Regions from separate parts of the Mus musculus genome. Here region 1 is linked to region 2. Evidence: chromatin contacts called from public HiChIP or PLAC-seq data. All regions are on one chromosome and are shown on one strand. Each heading gives the region's core, a stretch centred on a gene start, on an enhancer-like site or on the middle of the called end of the contact. The rest is flanking DNA. Distances are from core to core; before and after follow the strand shown.

Region 1 (3,665 bases), core at 562-3,061, 150 kb after region 2:
TGAAGTTTACTTTTCTGCTATCTATAAAGAAAGGATTCCTAACCCATTAACCAAATTAATAGTGCAGACAAGATTGGAAGAACAAATGGCATTAAACTTCCTTCAGCACTTTAGAAGCACCCATATACCTAAAGGCTATCTAAACTTGAAAGACACTATATTTTCAAAGTTTTGTTGCAGCAAGATCTTTTTCTAGAAAAAAAAAAAGGATAAAAGTTTAAAATGGTATACTTCTCTAATTCACTCTCAATTTGTTTTTTTGTCCAGTTAATCCATGCAATTTGACAAGAAAAATATGAAATTTTAGGAGATTTTGTCTGTATTAACAATGATGGCCAGGAAAGTAGTAAGAGGACCGATGTCACATGGTCTTCAGAGGGAACTTTGGTGCCCAGCATCTATCTGTTTCAGCCTGTTATTAAAGATGGGAATACTTACTTCATTTTGTCTATAATGTACTATCCCTAAAATTTAGCCCATTGAATCATGTGTACATGTACTCTACTACCATACCTACCACAGGACTGTGTTTACGTATAAGCATATACATGGCTCTATTTCCATATAAATTGGAAAGCATGACACCAGAAAACAGACCTCTTTTCAGCTCTAGGGAATGAGGACTGCTTTTTTATCTTTTTTTTTTTTTTTTTTTTTTTTCGAGACAGGGTTTCTCTGTGCAGCCCTGGCTGTCCTGGAACTCACTCTGTAGACCAGGCTGGCCTCGAACTCAGAAATCCGCCTGCCTCTGCCTCCTGAGTGCTGGGATTAAAGGAGTGCGTCACCACACCCGGCTTTTTTATCTCTTTAGGGAACTAAAATGAAGGATTTGCTTTCTATCCTGAACTTCCATAACAATCCCATTAACATCTTAGGCTTGCTCTGTCACTCCACTCCACTCAGTTCTCCTTCCCTGTTCGCAGTAAGCTCTCATGAGGTTGCTGATTTCTTTCTCTCACGATGTTGTCCCAAGGAAGGAAAGAAAGCCTCCGTGGGTTTCAGCATTTTCCTCCTCCTCCTTCCTTGAGCTGTGATCACACACTGAAAGCTCCATCCTGTGCTGATGTTTGAGAATCTGTTACCATGGAGCTATTCCCCAGCTCAAAGGATGGTTTTATTACATACAGTGTTACAGGAAAGGAGGATGGTTAAAATTAAACTTAAAAACCCTTGATTAATAATAGAAAATGAGAAAAAAATGTTTTCAGAATCGAACATGGGGTTGAGTGCAATGTATTGTTATGGTTACCCTTGTTCTCCAAGGAGCTCCTTTTATTTTATGTTTTCTGTTTGTGGGGAGGGAATTGTAGCAAATATAAAAGACTGTGTTGTCTGCTAGCTACTGGGCATATGTCCAAAATACAAGTGGACGTTAACTCAATTCAGCAGATAAGATTTCCTTAGGGACTTTTGGAAGACTTTCCTAGTTCATTTCTATGGCCTGCATATGACCTGTGTGTGTCCTCTCAGACAAAGCTACTTAAAGAAAAATTAATAAGATTTGGTGTGTGCATATGGGGAGGTCAAGAAAGACTTAAAAAGAATGAACAGTAAACAGAATTTTGAGGTACCAGTGATTTTGGCAATGAAGATAGGCTTCTTGCGTCAAGGCAGGTCTAGAAGAAGCTGATGCTGAGGAAGCATAATAAACTCTTTGATGAAGGCCTGCATCACACACAAAATGTGCTACTCTTTAGCCAGTGGTGAGCCTGCTTTGAAGGCCAACTTCTTGATTTCTTACCTAGAGTGAGTGACCAGGGTGTGGAGTTTTTGAAGATGTGTGGTTTTAGAAAAATAACAATTTTTGAATTGAACCACATCTTAGCTACTTTGCATATTTTCGAACATTTTGAAGTACATTAATGATCTAGGAAAGCATGTTTACCAAAAAAAAAATCTATGTATAAAAACTCTAAAAAGTTATTTTTAATAACATTTAAGAGTAATAGAATTTAGAGATACATTAAGGGGTAAATATAATGAGCAGCAATTAAACATTTTAAATGTCTTAAAAAGCTGTTAAGTGATTTATGGGGATCCCTCACTTTTTGGGAGGTAAAGAACTACAACTACTAGGCAAGAATTCAGAGCCTTCTCTGCTTGTAGGACCTATGCCCAGATAGGAACACAGAAGGTACCTGGCATTAGGTGACAGCAGGGTCCCAGGCAGTTCTGTTGGCCATGCTTAGCTTTGGCTCTAACCGAACTATGGATATATGTTGCACATGCCTGACAATTGTCATAACAACAGGGTGTGGGAAGGAGAGAAATGAGGAAGTTGTGGCTTTTCTCGGTATGGCCCAGCAGTTAAGAATTTGGGATTCCAATTAACAGCTGGGTGTTTGTTTAAGCTCTTCATGCCTCAGGTTTCTCATCTGTGAAATTGGATCCATAATCATATTTACCTCGTCAGATAGCCCTAAGGATTAAATTAAAAAATATATGTAAATTAGGTTAGACATTTGTACACAGTAAGTTCCCAACTTTTAATAACCACCTGATATGTATGATGACTGCTGTAATATTTTATAATCTCCTCAGAGGTACTTAATTGATACATATCTGAGTTAGTCCTTTGGCTTTATAGACCCTTCTGGTAGACTACATTAAGGAATGCACATCACTAAGAATGCTTTTAGGTTTTCATTCTTGTTTCGTTATAGTCAGTCTTGGTGGAAATGTGCCTAATTGTACCCCAGTGTTCTCTAAAAGCTTCAGTCTACTGATTGTTGGGTGCTTATATGAGATGGTTTTTTTTTTTTTAATCTTTTCTTTATAACCATCTTCTCAAGGAGTCCTCATTTCTATTATGCAGCTTACTGTTTCTCTGGTAGAGCACTCATCCTCAACTCTCATAGAAGCTGCTTTACTTTCCTATGTAGACTTTTACAGTGTTAGATGGTTGCAGATGTCAAATACTTAAAATTTGATTGGACACAGGCCATACTAGCTCTCAGGCTCTCCTGCCCTGCATGTGGCAACAAATGGTCTTAGTTTGCCAGTTTTCCTGCAAATAACTTTCTGTGGTATTTGTTTGGTTCCTCCCCATCCAGTGGCCATATTAATGTATATTACAATACAGTTTGAATTTTAAGTGTGGCCTTCATAGCTTGTTGAGCCCTGTGTTCCTAGCAGGACTGCATGGTCCTGGTGATGGCCTATTATGATTAGCATATCTGCTGTTCTACACTTGCATGAAGTGGGCATTAGTCACAGCTGGGACAATAGTAGCTTCTGAACTGTTCCAGGTATTGAAGACATACAGGAAGTTTTCAAGCTCACTGCAGAACAAATAAAGACAGACAAAGCAGAAAGGAAAACAAACACTCCTTCTCTCGCTTTTACTGTGGCTTGGTGCTTTCTCAATATTTCATTTCTCCTTAGTAGCTGCTCTCCCAGGGAGCAGGACAACAGGACTCTTCCTTGATATGTAGAAAGCTGTAAGAAGGAGATGAGACACTCTCTTGGTCTTGTTGTTTGCATGGCATTCGTTATGTGAATGTTCACTTTTTTTTTTTTTAACCTACATGAGCAACTGATAATGGGAAAAGCCCTCAAAACCCCTCACAGTCCAAAACATTTCCATTTATTGCTGAATTGTTATGGTTTCTAATAGATACATGGAATCCAGATTATCATTATTTGGTGGTGGTGGTGGTGGGGGA
Region 2 (3,536 bases), core at 578-3,077:
GAGTAGTAATCCGGTGTTTTAGCAAAAGCAGTTTCCAAGTGCCTGCTAGAGTGCCAAAGGAGACCTTAGGCTTTACTATGTGTAAAGGAGCCTACTCTCCCACAAAAACTTGGGGCTTTAAGAGCTGCTGGGGCTTTTGTTGTTGTTGTTGTTGTTGTTTTTAATCACCAATAACTAACTATGTGTCTGAGTGTCTGCAGTTTCATGAAAAGCTGATCTTATGGAGTAATTTAAAAAGCCTGTTAAGAATTATTGAGTGTGAATGAGTCCCTGTTCACCCTTATGAATTGCGGAGCTTTCAGAGCTCTGGAAGTTAGCCTTGCTCTTGGTATAATATATCTCAAGTCAAAGCCAAGCATAAGGTTGAAAACACAAGACCTCACTTCTCTCTAAAGCTTATGTGGGCCCTGTTTCATGCCATGCCATCTCTCTTTGGAGAAAGCAACTGGAAATCTCATGGCGTGACCCACCCAAAGCCCAGCACTAAGGTCTGTGGTTTCACCGGGAGCATTGCCAGCAAAGATTAATGTATTCTGTTTTAAGACCAAGTGTGCCTTCCAGATTCCGCTCTCTACTTGCAACCTATGCACATTCAAATTGAGTTCAATTTAAATGACAAAGGGTGATTTGCACTGTTTAACAAATGGGCAATTGGTATTAATCATCAGGCTTTTGGCAGTTTTGCAGCAAGAGGAGGGTTGTTAAGTTCCTCCAGGAGCAGCCTGTAAAAGCAGTATATTTGTAGACTTGGCTTGGGCTAGTCTTTGTTGAATAATTAATTAGAAGTCTTTACCGAAATTCCCTTTTGTCTCCAGAGTCAGTAATAAAACGGCCATCATATAATGACACATTCTAAGATCTATGTTTGGATTGATGCAGTGTAAGTGCCAGATAGTTAGTTTGTATCTTTGCCATATTCTCTTGTGTGTCATACTTGTGCATGTGTCCCTCACTGAGATCAACCTTAGAGTAAGACCTGTGACTTTCCTGAAGCTGCAGTGAGCTTTTCTTCACATCTTCTTTTCTCCTTCTCATGTGTCTCAGAAGATAAAGAGTCACATATTTGCTTCAGGTGTTGTCAGAGTTTTGTTCATGTCATCCACATTGGTGAGTGATCTCTTCTGTGTGTTTCTTACTCCACCTCCTGGCACATGTGATGTGGTTGATCACATCCTTTTTAAAATAATTTGAAGACTTTCATTTCTTGGTTTCCTGGAACCCAGAAAACCTAGCTATTTCTCCTAGGCTTGATCTACATTTCCATTGTCCGCTGCCAAGCCTCTCAATGCTGTCATGCCCCCAGCTATGTCCTGACCTTTCACTGAAAGCCCTCATTGAGAAAATTGGCCCCATGTCTTTAAATGCTATTTTTGTGCATTAGTGTTCAGATTTGCAGCTTTAAAACTTATCATAGTTGGAAGTTTATTATGCTCCTCATAATTACTACACTGTCTCTATTCCTTCAGACAGCTTTTGTCTTGTCTGAAATTACCACATTTCAGTAAATGGCATGGCTAGTCACCCAATTATTAAGATAGAATTCAGTAGGTCTCTTAATGTCTCACTACTTCCAAATTTAGCCCACCACAAAGGCAAGATAGAACCTCTACCATGAACACTCTAAACTCTTCTGTCTTCCTCCTTTAGAGTCACATCCCAAATATAACTGTATAGGAATCTTCTTTACTGCCTACAATCTCCCCTACTATCTACCCAAGTCTAGCAGCTCCAATTTCCTGCAAGAAATAGTTCTGTGGTTTCCTGTTATTATTAGACTTCAAAGCACCCTCAAAGTTTTCTCTGATTCACCTGATCTTGGTCTTCCGTTTTCAGAATCCTCCCATCTTGGGGCCCCTGAAGTTTTTCTCCTTTGATGTCTATACCTCTTTCACACCTTATCATTGCCTAAATATAACTCAAGGTGGTAGAATGGTTCCTCTTGATTGAATTCTCATCTGCAGATTCCATCACCCCTTATTAAAAATTATTCCTTTTTGGTTTTATTTTATGTGCATGGGTGTTTTGGCTGAATGCACATCTATGTACCACCATGTGCGTGATGCTTCATGGATGCCAGAAAAGGACACTGTATCTCCTGGAACTTGAGCTACAGATGGTTCTTAGCCACATGAGAGTGATGGGAATCAATCCTTGGTCACCTGGTAGAGCAGCTAATTCTCTTAACCACTGAATCTCTCCAGCCTCATCTTTCTCCGATCTTTGCACATCTTTCCTTACTTCAAATATTCTTTACTTTGCAATCTAAAGCAAACAAAAAAATTGCATACTTCCCACTAATATCTCTACCCACACTACTATTGTTATTCATTCTACATAACTGTTACCACTGTATTATTTCTTTTTAAAATGTTCTTTCTTGTTTTCCAAAAGAAAATTAATCATCATTGTATAAACTGATAACAATAATTTCAGAGTATGGGAAGTGTACTGGCTGGTTTAGTGTTTCAACTTGACACAAGTGGGAGGAAGGAACTTCAGTTGAGGAAATGTCTCCATGAGATCCAGCTGTAAGGCATTTTCTCAATTAGTGATCAAGGGGGAAAGGCCCCTTGTGGGTGGGACCATCTCTGGGCTGGCAGTCTTGGGTTCTATAAGAAAACAAGCTGAGCAAGCCAGGGGAAGCAAGCCAGTAAGAAACATCCCTCCATGGCCTCTGCATCAGCTTCTGCTTGACCTGCTTGAGTTCCAGTCTTGACTTCCTTTAGTGATAAACAGCAGTTTGGAGGTGTAAGCTGAATAAACCCTTTCCTCCCTAACTTGCTTCTTGGTCATGATGTTTTGTCCAGGAATAGAAACCCTGACTAAGACAGGAAGGTTTTATTGTAGATATGAGAGAACATCGAGAGCAGAGAGAGGAAGAAGTAGAATGAACATGGCTGACAGATTGGACATGGCCAGGGCTATCTGCAATAGAGGAGAATACCAGGTAATAGAGAATAGAGAGACTAGTGAAACTAGCAGAAGCTGGAGCAAGAGCATAGAGAAGGTTTAGCAAGAATAGCCAGATTTTAAGAAATCTAAGGTAAGCATCTGCCTAGAGGGAGGGAAGGGGCCAGGAGACTGGCATTGAAATGCATAGCAGGTTCTTGTGTATTGGGAGTGAGTGAGTGAGCCTGAGGGAAGCACTGACCTTGAGTGTGCTGCTAGGTGCACAGTTGTATGTTAATTAGAGAACCTCAGGGCACTTTTACTAGAGGTAGGGGAAATGTCTCCTTTTGGAAGATATGGAAGTGGCCTCCCAAGTTCCTGAGGAATGTTGGCTTTTATCTAACTGATAAAAATCCTGCTCCGGTCTAGGCTGGGTTCATTTCTGGATATTTGGATTGCCTTCTGGAGTTTGAGGAATTGGGAGTTTTCCTTTGGGCCTGGGGGCTTTGCCCTTTTTCACTGCCACTGAACACAGCCCCTGGTTCACACTAGACATCTAATACTTCTCTGTCCAATTCTTCATTGGTGAGAGAGCTTAACACCACCAATTTTTCCTGTTGCAGAAATAAGAAGACAGTATCAAGTGG

What was found. HiChIP or PLAC-seq counts read pairs in DNA pulled down with a chosen protein or histone mark.
Region 1: an H3K4me3 HiChIP or PLAC-seq map of the 230-238 cell line shows a contact between it and region 2, with 4 times the contacts expected there. The contact joins two enhancer-like sites. A contact is called at or near these places in 2 of 484 Hi-C or Micro-C datasets (myeloid progenitors and uterus) and 1 of 115 datasets of contacts at active chromatin or transcription factors (the 230-238 cell line).

What each region holds. Positions count from the first base shown.
Region 1 is chr12:41,876,425-41,880,089 of GRCm38.p6, forward strand. The region is part of intron 6 of Immp2l (IMP2 inner mitochondrial membrane peptidase-like (S. cerevisiae)); the gene reads left to right. Among named protein-coding and RNA genes, the nearest start is that of Gm46348, 110 kb to the right of the region's middle. Within about 2 kb of position 1,812, at least 59 of the 459 cell types and tissues checked have an H3K27ac peak or open chromatin away from gene starts, as enhancers often do. A contact at or near this core is called in the 230-238 cell line, where this site is marked.
Region 2 is chr12:41,726,849-41,730,384 of GRCm38.p6, forward strand. All of the region lies in intron 6 of Immp2l (IMP2 inner mitochondrial membrane peptidase-like (S. cerevisiae)), which reads left to right. Among named protein-coding and RNA genes, the nearest start is that of Gm40412, 120 kb to the left of the region's middle. Within about 2 kb of position 1,828, at least 30 of the 459 cell types and tissues checked have an H3K27ac peak or open chromatin away from gene starts, as enhancers often do. A contact at or near this core is called in the 230-238 cell line, where this site is marked.